2 separate regions of the Gadus morhua genome follow, and region 1 is linked to region 2. A link is a contact called in public Hi-C data. All regions are on one chromosome and are shown on one strand. Each heading gives the region's core, a stretch centred on a gene start, on an enhancer-like site or on the middle of the called end of the contact. The rest is flanking DNA. Distances are from core to core; before and after follow the strand shown.

Evidence for each region. Hi-C and Micro-C count contacts between places; a contact is called where the count stands out from the background.
Region 1: a Hi-C map of spleen shows a contact between it and region 2, with 7 times the contacts expected there. The contact joins the promoter of pdia4 here to the promoter of spag6 in region 2. A contact is called at or near these places in 2 of 6 Hi-C or Micro-C datasets (heart and spleen).

What each region holds. Positions count from the first base shown.
Region 1 is chr23:16,778,585-16,785,741 of gadMor3.0, forward strand. It overlaps pdia4 (protein disulfide isomerase family A, member 4), which reads left to right and starts at 4,301. Exons shown (of 10, transcript XM_030348451.1): 1 at 4,301-4,649; 2 at 4,921-5,110; 3 at 5,262-5,467; 4 at 5,571-5,709; 5 at 6,529-6,734. The coding sequence starts at 4,574.
Region 2 is chr23:16,646,458-16,653,248 of gadMor3.0, forward strand. spag6 (sperm associated antigen 6) reads right to left here and starts at 4,364. Exons shown (of 11, transcript XM_030349611.1): 1 at 4,118-4,364; 2 at 3,910-4,005; 3 at 3,579-3,745; 4 at 2,380-2,563; 5 at 1,830-2,035; 6 at 1,428-1,601; 7 at 952-1,104; 8 at 334-525. The coding sequence starts at 4,142.

The DNA of each region.
Region 1 (7,157 bases), core at 3,051-5,550, 130 kb after region 2:
ATTAAGTCCCTTTTTTAAAGTTGTAACCCCTTTGCTAAACACCAGTTATATTGAATACTTGATAAATGTGATGTTATCATCTCTAACTTGCTGGTACATTGTGCTTCTATGTGATCATAGTAAACATATGATCCGTCATTTACCTAGATTTCTTAATGCATAGTTCACAAATAGTAGTTCACAAAAGAATATAGTGGAAGCGTAGCCATGCTCAGCCTAAACATGTAAGGGTAACATCACCTGCTATCAGGGGTCGCCCCAATATCTTATATATAAGGGGGACTCAAACGGCCCAACCACAGGGAGCAGCATAAACCCTCAACATGATTCAATAGGGTAAGCAAAGGGAAAGACCCTTGATCAATCAATGGATCCCTTACTTATAACCGGTAGATGAAGATCTCTGTCCATCTTGAGCCATAGAGGAGGAGAGAGTGTTTAAAAGGGAGGCATTTATTTGATCATACTATCTGTGTAAAGGTGTAAATGTGGAACCAGGTAATACATTTTCCAAAATGAATAAATAAAGCAAAGTAAAAGTAACATTGTAAGTAAACTTTTTTTCATCTAAATAAAATTGTGTTAAAATAAAAAGATAATAATAGTGCAAAACAAATATTTTAAATGTTATAAAGATTTCATTTTTTATCAAATATTCTTAATTTCAATAAAACTGAAACAGCTAGGCCTATTAATAGTAAATAATATAATATTAAAAGTTATTCTTCAAATTGTAGATTATATTCAAGGTTTCCCTTACCTCCACAAGTAAACCATTGAAGACCTTTTTCAAAAAGTAGGTAGATGTCACATGGGGTCAGAGGTCAAAATGGGGCGGGGGCGCCTTTTGACAGACGTGCAAATAGGGGCTGTTTCCCAATGTCAAGGAAGCATGCTCAACGGCCGCCCTTTTAAGGACGCTACGTCATACAACGCCGACAAGCACTGTTCCAATGTTGGGGACACTCGAAAGCCGCATTTTTGCGGCCTTTGTTTTTGAGAATTCCGAGATTTTTCAAGGATGCATCGCTGCATCCTAGACGAGCCAAAACGACCCACAATCCTCTGCGTTCACTGGGCGGGTTCTTGAAAATGGCAGAGCAGTAGGCCTACACGTTCAAACGAAGTGAAGTTATATTAGTTTTCAGAAATATTTTGTGCCGTATTGCTTTTTATAGATTCATCATGTTCATGCAAATAATCAAGCCTAAATACCTGTGCCACTTTTCAAACGTTTTTGCAACTTAATGATACGTTGCTATATTTTGCATGGACGTAGCTGGTGTTAAATACCACTGTCAATTTACTCGCTCACAAGACTACATTATTTAAGTATACCTATTTATGTTTGTGTTGAATCGTTTTTTTTAGGGTCAGCCCAGCAAACGGAGGCTTTTGTGCGCCTTAGGGTGGCGCACAAACATTTGTTTACCGGTGGAAGGGATAGTGCCACTATTCAATGTTGTAAAATTAATGCACAACCGATCATTTGCAATGTTTGTAATTTTGAATGAACGTATATATTTGCATTTTATATGATATACTTATGTGTTCAAAGCACAGATTGTAGGCATATGAATGAATGAATCAGATCAGTTAAATAATATATCCATATAAATACATGTTTATCATCTCTTTCTTTGTCTTTTTCCCCCTGCATAATAGTAATCAACCGTACTGTAAATGTGATGCATGAATTAAGTTCTCAGACAATTTCACTTAGTTTTATAAAAATTGAATGGATTTTCCTTTTGATAAAGACGATTCGATCAACCGCAACAAAGCTTTTGTGACTTCCCCAAAAGAGGCTCCATGCGAAGGAGACATGACCGCATTCATAACAGAAAAAAGTCAAATAAATATTGATCAGCTTGATTGCTGCCATGTTTTATTCATAAGCGCACATGTTTACAAGCGGACACGCAGTATTAAAAAGCGGAAACGGAAGCGCTTCCACACTACCAAGTCGTTCCAAAGTCTGAACGTTACAAACGCTAGGAAGCACTCGAGCTAGCACTCTAGTCTCATCTCCATAGGACGCGACTAGCAAGGACGCGTCCTAGCAAGGCTGCGTCCTAGCAAGGCTGCAGCCTTCACGTTGGGAAAAAGCCAGGGCGTGAGCATACAGCTCAGCGTGTCAGAACACCACCTGCCGACGTGTTCTTGTCAATATCATTAAGGAGATTGCCAAAGTGAAGCATACATTTTAGGCCTACTGGTGGTTATTAAACTGCCTTATCGCGACATGTTTAAACACTGACAAGCCAAAAAAACTAACTTGAATTTGTCACAATCAAACAGGATAATAAAAGAAAAATAACTTGTGTGTGACTGAGAGAAAGGTTGATATACGTTTAGAATTACTTTCTAGAAAGAAGGCCAGCCAACTTCAAACTGAAAACAAAAAAGAACAAAGAACACTAGGGTAATTCAACTGAAAACAGCTGAAGGGGATTACTTGGGTCGGATAGTAATTAGTGGTGCGTTAGCCAATGGTGACATCTAGCGGCGTGATAGGAGGTAGGCGGCAGGAACTGAACTCTGTTTTTGTAGAAGCTTGCACTTTATTACTTATTTAGTGGTAAGTCTTTTTGTAACGAAGTGATATTGATACTGTATGTGTTTTTTTGGTAAATGTGTGTGTGTGTGTTTGTGTTCATCCATCTGAAATATGAATAATAACTGCAGAGGAATTATAAGAGGCAATCCCCAGTATGGGATAGATTGGACAGGGATAACATTGTCCCTGTCCATAAGTGGCGAGAACTTCTTTAATTGGTTGTAAAGACAAGGTGCCTTCACCAAAAGCAATCAGTTTGAACAAAGATTATTTTAGTCAATGATCCATGTCATAAGACTTCATAGATGAGGTATCAATCATCAAAGCATATTTAATTGTCAATGTCCGATTGTTTTATTTGTACAAAATCATTACCAAAAAAAAAAAGTGATGAAATACTTTTGCTTGTTGTGAAGGAAAGACATTGACCGTCCACAGAATATTTCCCAGCGGAACCTGTGGTGACCCAGGGGGTTGCCTATGGCCACTGCCAGCAGGTGAACAGGGCCAAGGGCCAATGCTGGGCCTTACACAAAAGAAAGAAGTAATGAATGATAAAAAAAAAAAATCCTTAAATTGGAAAGCGCTTAATATTTTGTTCTGCCTCTTCCCCGCTCATGCTGCATGCCATTACATTGGAAAGTTAGCAGTGATATTTCAAGCAAGAACATACACAGGTGCAAAATTGTGAATTTGTGTGAGTCTTTGTGTGAGATAGTTGCATGTGTGTTTGTTTGTGTATGTGTGTTTGTGTGTGTGTGTGTGTGTGTGTGTGTGTGTGTGTGTGTGTGTGTGTGTGTGTGTGTGTGTGTGTGTGTGTGTGTGACAGAGGGAGCGAGAGAGAGAAAGGGAGAGAGAGAGCTTGCCAAATATACTTAACATATCCCAAAGCCCAAACTGCAAGGGCAAGCTCACCTTTCAATGTCAAGCAAACACACAACGCAGCAACATGAAGCCCATACTCCGAGCACTCAGTTTCTCTGGTTCAGTCAATGTATCAGTGAGTTAACCAGCTCGGTGCCACACGCCACCAAGGGGGCCGTGTGTGTGTGTGTGTGTGTGTGTGTGTGTGTGTGTGTGTGTGTGTGTGTGTGTGTGTGTGTGTGTGTGTCAAGACGTAGTATAAAACGGAGTATAAAAAAACAACAACATATTTGCACTTCAGAAAACAGATCTAGTGCATATCCTGTTCCATGTTTGTTTAAAAGAACCAACACCCACCTCCTTCACGCTCGTCTCTCTCTCTCTCTCTCTCTCTCTCTCTCTCTCTCTCTCTCTCTCTCTCTCTCTCTCTCTCTCTCTCTCTCTCTCTCTCTCTCTCTCTCTCTCTCTCTCTCTCACATTGAAAAAACACATTCAAATGAAAGTCACATGCATCCTTTACCCACTGAGTGCCAATCTGAGTAGTAATACTAGTGAAGAGGATGACGTGAAACTATCTAAACGACAGGATGTTAATGTGAAACTAATATGACGCAAGATTGAGATCTTGAGGTGAAAAACCTCATTGCATTGAAATAAACCACAAGAAGATAATCTGTTTAGAGAACAACCATGCATCATTGTACATGTGCGTTAACCCTTTAAATTCGCACAAATCTGAGTAACACCAAAGTTGAAAACACAAAAAAACTGAGATATGTAGAAAATTCCCCCATGCAGCAGGAAACAATAAATGGTGGATCACCCAATCACATCCCCAAACGTATACGAGCATGGACTTGAGTGGCGAAACCCGATTGGATGACAGTAGACGAAGAGGACCAATCAGAACGTGGCAAGTCAGAGAAGTTCAGGAGGCGGTGTCTGGCGTGCGAGTTTGTATGAATTGACAAACCCGGGGCATACACCATCAAACGTTTGGATTGAACTAGATCCGTCCACTTTGGTGACGCTTACTTGATGACATTCATCAGTTGTATTATCTAGGTGAGCCTGACTAGCAGCAGAAGCAGCCTGTGCTTCATTAAGCAGACTATAAAGAACCCCCCAGCCCCCCGCAACGTTGTGACAATGAGGAAGATTGCACTGCTTCTGATTATGTTGCTCGGGATCGCCCACTTTGCTACGGTCGTCAGGTGTGAAGATGGTAAGTGTTGGCTAGTTTTTGCGATTCTAAATAAAATAAAAGACCCAATCGCTGATTCATGCCTTGGTATACGTTGCCTGTTCAGGTTAGCATGGTGGAGCTTCCACTAGCATCGCTAAGATTGCAGTGGCTTTGGTTGTGGCGGCATGCTTCATGTCTAACTAATGCTATTGCAAATATGAGGACAACGCAAGTCCCCTCCTTTTTGTGTGTTGCTTCTTTAAATTATGAACTTGGTAGTGGGGTTGCTGAGTTGATGTCCTTGTTGAAGATGATACCGGAGCGATAGACGAGGCCAGCGACGACGAAGGAGCGGACAGTGACAGTGATGAGGAGGAAGAGGATGAAGATACTGGGACTGAAGTGAAGGAGGAGGATGGGGTGCTGGTGCTCACTGACGGCAACTTCGACACCTTCATCGAAGGGAAGGACACCGTGCTGTTGGAGTTTTACGCGCCATGGTAAATCATTACATAGTGTATTGTCTTTCCATCTTCAAATTATAAACATTGAGTTGGATGATTTGCATCAGAGTCCACAATGCGCTAACTAGTTTCGTCAAAGTACAACTTTATCTAATGGGTCTGTCTGGGTCGTTTTCCCCCTAATCAGGTGTGGACATTGCAAGTCGTTTACCCCCACGTATGTGAAAATAGCCAAAGCCCTGAAGGAGAGCGATCCCCCGATCCCCGTGGCCAAGGTGGACGCCACCAAGGCCACTGAGGTGGCGGGACGCTTCGAAGTGTCCGGGTATCCTACCTTCAAGATCCTGAAAAACGGGAAACCCGTGGACTACGATGGCGCCAGGTCAGAAGAGGGTAAGAAATATGGCGACCGAACACATTGTGCCAATTTGCATATGGAGATGTGACGGAAATGGCTCCACCTTTTTTGACTCCTGATTGACTGTTTTGGTTGCAGCCTTTGTGGCCAAAGTCCTGGAGGTAGCTCAGCCCGACTGGGCGCCCCCACCCGAGGCCGTCGTGGTGTTGACCAAGGACAACTTTGATGAGACGGTGAACAACGCTGACATCATCCTGGTGGAGTTCTACGCTCCATGGTCAGTCCACACAGATGACAAATGAACCAATTAGAGAAGGGGAAATTATGTAAAGAAGCAGTGAAGCAAGCAAGTTGGTAGTTGGAGAGATGTTTACTGTTTTCCGTGGCTGCATTTGGCTTGAGGTGGCTGGTCAAAATAATATGAATTTAAAATATGCTTAATATCTTACTAGAATCAACATCAACCGCAGGCAGATGGAGCTCCTCAAAGCCAAACACACCGTGGCATATATATTGATGTCCCAGAAGCTTAACCCTCTCTGACGGGGACATCAAAATCAAGGATGCAATAAGAGGACTGTGTGTTGAGAAACATCAATGGGCCTTTATCTCCGCCATGTCATACACTATGCAGTGTCCATGGTTGCAATGACAAAGATACGCGATTGTGATTGGTGAAACGGATTTATTAAAGAATAGATTGACGACTAAAGCCCACAGAATAATAAAACTGTTGCGGATATACGGAATGTTCACTGGCAAATTAGAAATGGATCCCAATCAAGTTCAATGTATAAGGACCTCCGGACTAAGTGCCTTAATACAATTCATACATGTAAGAACCTCATCTCTTGACCCTTGGCTAGTAGTTGGGAAGGTTGATGGAGGGTGGGGGGGGGAATGAAATTGGTTGCAATCTTCCACCGCAACACTATTGATACCAAACTTTCCAACCTGGACCCTTAACACAAACGGTGACGATGCTGAAATGCACCACCAGAAGCCCTATCAACGGTACACAATGATGCGTGCGTCGGATTTGCCACACTTAGAACTGTACTGTAACCGTTGTGACCCCCCCCCCCCCCCACCGCAGGTGCGGACACTGCAAGTCCCTGGCCCCCGAGTACGAGAAGGCGGCGCAGGAGCTGAGCAAGCGCATGCCCCCCATCCCGCTGGCCAAGGTGGACGCCACGGTGGAGAACGAGCTGGCCCAGCGCTTCGGCGTCACGGGCTACCCCGACCTCAAGATCTTCAGGAGGGGCAAGGCCTACGACTACACTGGACCCCGGGAGAAGTTCGGTACGCTGACCCCTTTTTTAAACCCGTCGTTCGGAAACTTCACAGGCCATCAGAAAGGATTCAGTGTTTTGCATTTTGTTTAGCGAAGAACGAAAACCTCAGCCTAAAAACCACACCATCATGTGTTGATAAGATGAAATAAAATAAAGGCAAGTCTACCTTGAATTAGATGCATATGAGAGAACCAATAATTATAGAGATGTCACTACATTGCACATATTCATACTGTATATCCCATTGCATGTATCCAGACATGCACGAACAGTCAGACACAAACGCGCTGACAAAATGCGTACCGTATAACGTACATGGTAAACACTTGCCCTGGAAGGAAACTGTTTTTCGTTGGACATTTTCTTATTGAATTCTGCCCTTCCCGTGTTGACTGTGTTCGTGGCCATTCGTCGTCGATGTTCTTTATGC
Region 2 (6,791 bases), core at 3,114-5,613:
ACTCACCACAGTTAGTGGGGCTTATATCAAATTCAGAGCGTAACTCTGTTGAGGCCGGCGTGAGTGTTTAGAGTGCACTTTAGAGTGTTGCTCAATGGAGCCAAGCTAGCTAACTTATCTGTGTAACATGTGAGAGTGTGGGCCTGGTGATTCCAGCTAGCTAACTAAACGTGTGTATCTCAGAGTGTTGCTCCATGGAGCCCAGATAGCTAACTACACGCGTGTCTCAGAGCGTTCTTGATTGCAGTGGACTAACAAGTGGGCTTACAAGAAGTGAGCGCCGGTGCCTTGACTCCCGACCTTGACCCCCCCCCCCCCCCCCCTCCCCCTAACCTTGACCTGCAGGTCCTCGGAGCTGTTGGCGTCCAGGTACAGCTGCAGCAGCGCGGGCAGCAGGCTGGCCGCCGCCACCGCCCGGGCGTGCTCCGGCGTGTGGCGCCCGATCTGCCCCAGGGCCCAGGCCGCCGCCGCCCTCATGTGGTCCTCCCGCTCCTCCGACAGACACAGGGCCAGCTGCGGCACCCCCTGGAGGGCGGGGGGGCGCAGGGCAGTGTGTGAGTGATGTCAACCCATAAACCGGACGTGTGACAATGTGATGACACTCAGAGAGGAAGACGTGCCAACAACATATTTGCGTTATGTCTACGTGTTACATGGAGGTAAGTGTTACTTATCCCCATGTGTTTGACAGACATGTATATTTATGTTTTCATAATTATATTCACAATTGCGACGGTGTTTGTTGTTTTATTTTTCCCAGCCACAGCTGAACGTCACTTTTGGATTAAAAGCATCTTCTTAGATGACCTCATGTGAATGTTTGTGTTCATGGAACACAATGGTTAAATTGGAGGCACACACACACACACACACACACACACACACACACACACACACACACACACACACACACACACACACACACACACACACACACACACACACACACACCTTGGCCACGATGACGGCCATGGCCAGGTTCTCAGTGTGTGCGGCCACGTATCCCAGCATCATGATCCCGGGCAGGCGCACGTTCCCGCTGCTGTCGCCCAGGTAGTCCACCACCGCCGCCATGCCGCCACAGTTCACGATGAACTGGGCCAGCTAGACGTGGATACACACACAGAGACAGCTGCACAAACACGTATAGATGACACCAATGCGATAACCTTATAATTTGCATTGTGAGCACATTGGACTCTCTATGTCCTTTCTGACCTTTGTGCATATATAAACCTATATGTGTGGGTGGTGCTTGTGTTTGTGTGCGTGTGTGTACGTATGCGCGAGTGTGTGTGTGTGTGTGTGTGTGTGGTTTGTGTGTGTGTGCGGGCTTGCTTGCGTGTATTCGTGCGCATGTGCGCGTGTGTGCTAGCTCACACGGGTGAGTGCATGTGGGTTCCATAGTGTGCCGACGGCTTCGGTACCTCGGGCGTGTGCTTGACCACCTCCCTCATGAGCGTGGTGACGTTCTTCCTGACGTAGTCGTCGGGGTCCCGCAGGCAGGCCAGCGCGGCCGGGAACACCTCCGCCTCCACCACCAGCTCCGCCAGCCCCACAGAGTGCTTGCTGATCTGGCTCAGGGCGGACAGCACATGCCTCTGGGGGAGGGAGGGAGGGAGGGAGGGAGGGAAGGACGGAGAGAAGGACGGACGGAGGGAGGGAGGGAGGGAGGGAGGGAGGGAGGGAGAGAGGGAGGGAGGGAGGATAGAATACAGTTGGTTACAGTAGTCTAACGTCTATCAATAAAGGCTAAGGCTGGTAAAAACACACCACTCACGTTTACCTCAGGCTTATAAAGACACACGGGGGGGTCTCGCCGACCTCACCTTGAGCTTGGCGTCCGGGTTGAGGATCATCTGGGCCAGGTGGGCGATGGCGCCGTTGTCCACCACGCTGTGAGCCAGCTCCGTGGTGTGCTTGGCGATGTCGCTGAGGGCCGAGGCCGAGATGCGCTTGAGGGCCATCTCGGGCTCCTGGAGGCAGAGCACCAGCAGGGGGACGGCCCCGGCCTCCACCACGCACTGGGACAGCTCTGGGTGGTTAAGGTGGAACCGAAAGAGAGGATTTGATTGTATTAGCCTGGCTCGGTCGGTCGTGATACCATCTGATGCATTTACATTTAGGGCATTGAGCAGACGCTTTTATCCCAAGCGACTTAAGGTTTAGTTATTGACGCAAAGCAAGGGGGTTTACAGACCCATTACGTCCTTGCGGACCCTCGTCGCGTCCGCCGGAAGGGCTGTGATTGGTCCACTGACGTAACGAGAGTGATTGGTCCCGTGGTAAACCCGACGCAGAACCAAAACAAGGTCACGACTGCATTGAAGCGACCGCGTGGCCACTGCGTTGTTGCGTCAACGTCCCGCCATAACTTACGTTCGTTGTGCCGGGCGACGTACCCCAGGGCCCAGGCCGCCGCCTCCTTCACCCCGGGGTCGAACTCCTCCAGGGAGAGCACCAGGGCGTCCACCCCGCCACAGGCCACCACGGCCAGGGCCAGCCCGGGGGAGTGCTTGGCCACGGCCCGGAGCACGAAGGCTGCTGCCTTCTTGTAAAACCGCTGCAGGGTTCAACGTTGGAGAAGACCTTTTTATCTTTTTTTTTTTTTTTTTTAACACATATCACCGTGGCCGGTGATAAGTGTTGCCGCCGCGTGAGACAAAAAACGTTGATTTGATTGAACAGTCACACCGTTCAAAATTAAATGTACTGTTAAGGGCTTGGGTGGCTGGGAGACATTCATAACAAACTGACGCCTGTAAGAGGGACGAGAGAGAGAGAGAGAGAGAGAGAGAGAGAGAGAGAGAGAGAGAGAGAGAGAGAGAGAGAGAGAGAGAGAGAGAGAGAGAGAGAGAGAGAGAGAGAGAGAGAGAGAGAGAGAGAGAGAGAGAGAGAGAGAGAGAGAGGGCGAAATACAGAGAGAGGGCGAAATAGAGAGAGAGAGAGAGGGAGGGAGGGAGGGAGGGAGAGAGAGAGAGGGGGGGGGTGAGGGAGACAAGTAGGAAGAGAGAGAGAGAGACACAAGTAGGAAGAGAGAGAGAGACACAAGTAGGAAGAGAGAGAGAGAGACACAAGTAGGAAGAGAGAGAGAGAGACACAAGTAGAGAGAGAGAGAGAGAGAGAGAGAGAGAGAGAGAGAGAGAGAGAGAGAGAGAGAGAGAGAGAGAGAGAGAGAGAGAGAGAGAGAGAGACACACACAAGTAGGAAGAGAGAGAGGTAGAGTGGAGGAAGAAAAGCCTGCTTGCACTCATTGTAAAGTGCTCTTCGATTCTAAAGCAGCCGCAAGGCGGAATGCCAAGTTGGTCTGACACACACCCTCCTTATTCAGGAGACTGACCCTAGCAGAGGCCCCCCTCAGAGTAGGAACCTCTCTCTCTCTCTCTCTCTCTCTCTCTCTCTCTCTCTCTCTCTCTCTCTCTCTCTCTCTCTCTCTCTCTCTCTCTCTCTCTCTCTCTCTCTCTCTCTCTCTCTCTCTCTCTCTCTCTCTCTCTCTCTCTGCTACTAAATGGCAAATGAACCCTAAAATATATTGAATATAAAATATTATATTTTTAATATTTTTCAAATCCACTCACATTCTGAGAGGCCAGGGAGTGAACCAGCTGAGGGAGGATGTCTCCCTGCACCACGGCCTCGGCCAGGTCGTCGCTGTGATTGGCCAAGCGGCCCAATGCCAGCGCCGCCGTCTGCTGGACGTTGGGAACCGAGTCCAACAGAAGTGGCCGCAGCAAGGTCATCACACCTGGGTTGGTAGGTTGAAGGTGAGGTGACATCGACATGGTCAACATAACAACAAACAACCAACAACAAACAAACAACGTTAGCAGAAGTGCAAGCGACAGAGAGCAACGTGTGTGTTACTATTGCAGGTTGTGCAGGCGTCCATTCATCGTGGTTCAACAGTACCTGCGTTTTGAAGGGTTTCTATATTCTGCGGTCGAGTGGCGAGGTCAGCCACAGTCTGCACGAACTGCAGCCTCGACTGCTGGTAGTGCTCGAAAACTGCAGTCAAAGCGGAAGCATAACTTCGACTTTTTTTCTTTTTTGTCAATCAAAACATTTCTCCCGGGGGGGGAATCGCTTTCGATCCGGAAATGCTGGTGGGGGGGCTTACCTTGTAAAACCTGCCGCTGAGTCATGGTGGCGGAACGGACCGAAACAGTGAATATACTAAGAAGAGGATGTGTATATAATAAAAAAGGCGAGGTAATTTCTTGCTTTAGTTGACTCAGAAACACATTTTCAATGCCCGAGTAAAACGTCCTCGCTTCCCCCCTGCGCGGTCTCAAGTTTTGGGACTGTTAGTGTTGCCTTGGCAACCACGAAACAGGCGGTCGCTGGAGCCCGGAGCTGTGCTTTTGTTTACGTGTGTTGTAGCCGCGTATTAGGTTTCCAGGGACAATTAGTCGACCAATCAGCGACGACAGTATGCCTAGTATATAGGCTATTCATTCTGTGAATTTGTTTTGTGTCTGCCCGGAACATTAATAAAATAATACTAATAAACAGTGATTATAAACAGAGTTTTATATTCGTTTTAAATGTATGTGTCTTATTTCACTGGACTATGATATATACAGTATTTAGATTAAATGACAAACGCGGGAGATAAATATTGCTATGCTTCTAGTAGGCTCAGGCTTGAAAGAGTCGTCCCTCCATCCCAACACACACAGACACACACTTATTTGAATTTGAAAAATATTTAAAAAGAAATATTAATGATTGTATAAATAGTTTTATAAGATTATTATCCCTTTATTTTTGATAGAATGATTAGATAGATACTTTCTGAATGCCTTGGATCTATAGTACTCCCTCAATGGAAAACCAATATTATCATACGATTATATTTTACCTCAAACGTGGAAAATGTATTTTCCACGTTTACACATATACACAGTTGGTGGAGTAAAACAACTGCCTCCCTTTCTGTCTCATTGTCCTTTACTCGCAGGCTCAAGAAGGATGGAGAAGAGAACCTAATTTGTCCTCAAGGTTTAAGGTCCTTTGGGAAAAACGAACCCTTTTATCAGGATAGAAAAATACAGATTTTATTAATGAATTAACCACATTTTGAAACTTGCTCTTCTTTTTTACTTCCCTTTGCTGGCGTTTTTGCATTATAATGCCTGTTTATCCAGATGGCTTCCTTTAGGGTTCGGGCCTAGTGGATCCTGAAATGGGATGTGGGGGGAATAGTGAGGCATCATCCCTCACCCATCACCGCAGAGTTGGCCCTCTCGGCCACTTTTCTCTCTGTGTGTCTGTTTCACCAGGTTCTGCACGGGCTTGCACCCCTAAAGTCCAAGGATGCCCACCAGAGACTGGTGTAGGGGGTCCCTGAAGCTGCCGGTGACCTGAGAGATACCGAGGTCCATCTGATTGGTCGATGCCTGGTAAAATAGGACCAATGAAAAATGTGTGAAGACATCTGCTTACAATTAAAATGGTGGAAATAGATTAAAACCTACGAAACAATTATGTTTGTTTTTTTATAAAGTTAAGGTTAAATGAATGTCTTAACAATAACCTAAATAAAAAAGCTGTAATTTTTTTTTTGTAGAGGTGTGTGTAGATATGTAAACATTCAAGATAAAGGTATAGACAATTTAGAAACCAGATGCTTCTCTCTCTCTCTCTCTCTCTCTCTCTCTCTCTCTCTCTCTCTCTCTCTCTCTCTCTCTCTCTCTCTCTCTCTCTCTCTCTCTCTCTCTCTCCCTGTCAAACTGTCGTACAACCACATTTTCTCCGTCTCTTTTACTTCCTCTTTCATTATCCGCATGGTTAAAAACCATGGTCATGACGGACACATGTAATCGGTGACCTCTTGAGTCATACAAATATTAAACTATAGGCCTAGCCTACAAATAAACAGTAGGCCCAGACGTTTTCGTTTGCCCAGCTCAAAAAAGGTCGACTTTTGACACGATTGGGATTGCATTTGATGTCGTTTTATGATGTTGAAAGTGGGAGAGCACAGCATGGTTCTCATTTTAAGTGTAGGGTGATGTGTATGGTGACACTAGCTTTACATGGAATGCAAAGCTACGGCTAGGGTTCATGAGCATTTCTATTACGGTTCTATCCAGGGGGATTTCTCATTTCTACTTTTGGCATTGCCGGTTTATCGCCACTGCATACAATCTTTAAAACGAGGTCACACATAGGCCTATGTAAAATATATATATTATATGTGACATATAAATATATATATATTTAATATACAATTTGCTTAACATATATATATAAGCCGATCCAACAAATATAAAAGACAACACCAGTCTCTCCTTAATTTTTTAACTTATTTAGAGAAAAAAATATATAAGCCTGAAACTTGACCTCATGCACTTGACCCAAGTAGATCCCCTCTTTAGGCTACGGCGGTGTTGAATGTAGGCTATAAATACAAACGTTTGTAAAACTCGACAGACAACGACCGTAGTGCATTGAACTCGCGATATGTAGGCCTAATTACCTCGACATGGTTTACGACTTCGTCCTCAAGTCAAAGCTTTTGGACCAAACAGGTTGAGTCTATAAACATCCAATGTATTTACCTCAAACCGTATCAGAACATCCACGGTGTGTTCGTTTACCGGCCTTGATGTGAGCCCTGCTGCGGGCCCTTGACCTCTGTGAGCCTGCAGAGTGCCTCCGCAGACTGCACCTGTCCCCTTTAATCAGGGCGCTTGTCCCTCTTTAACGTCCCTTCTCACCCCTCTCCCGTTACAGAACGCGTCGCTGTCTCTTTAAAAAAAAGATCAAATTGAAAATAACATTGGACA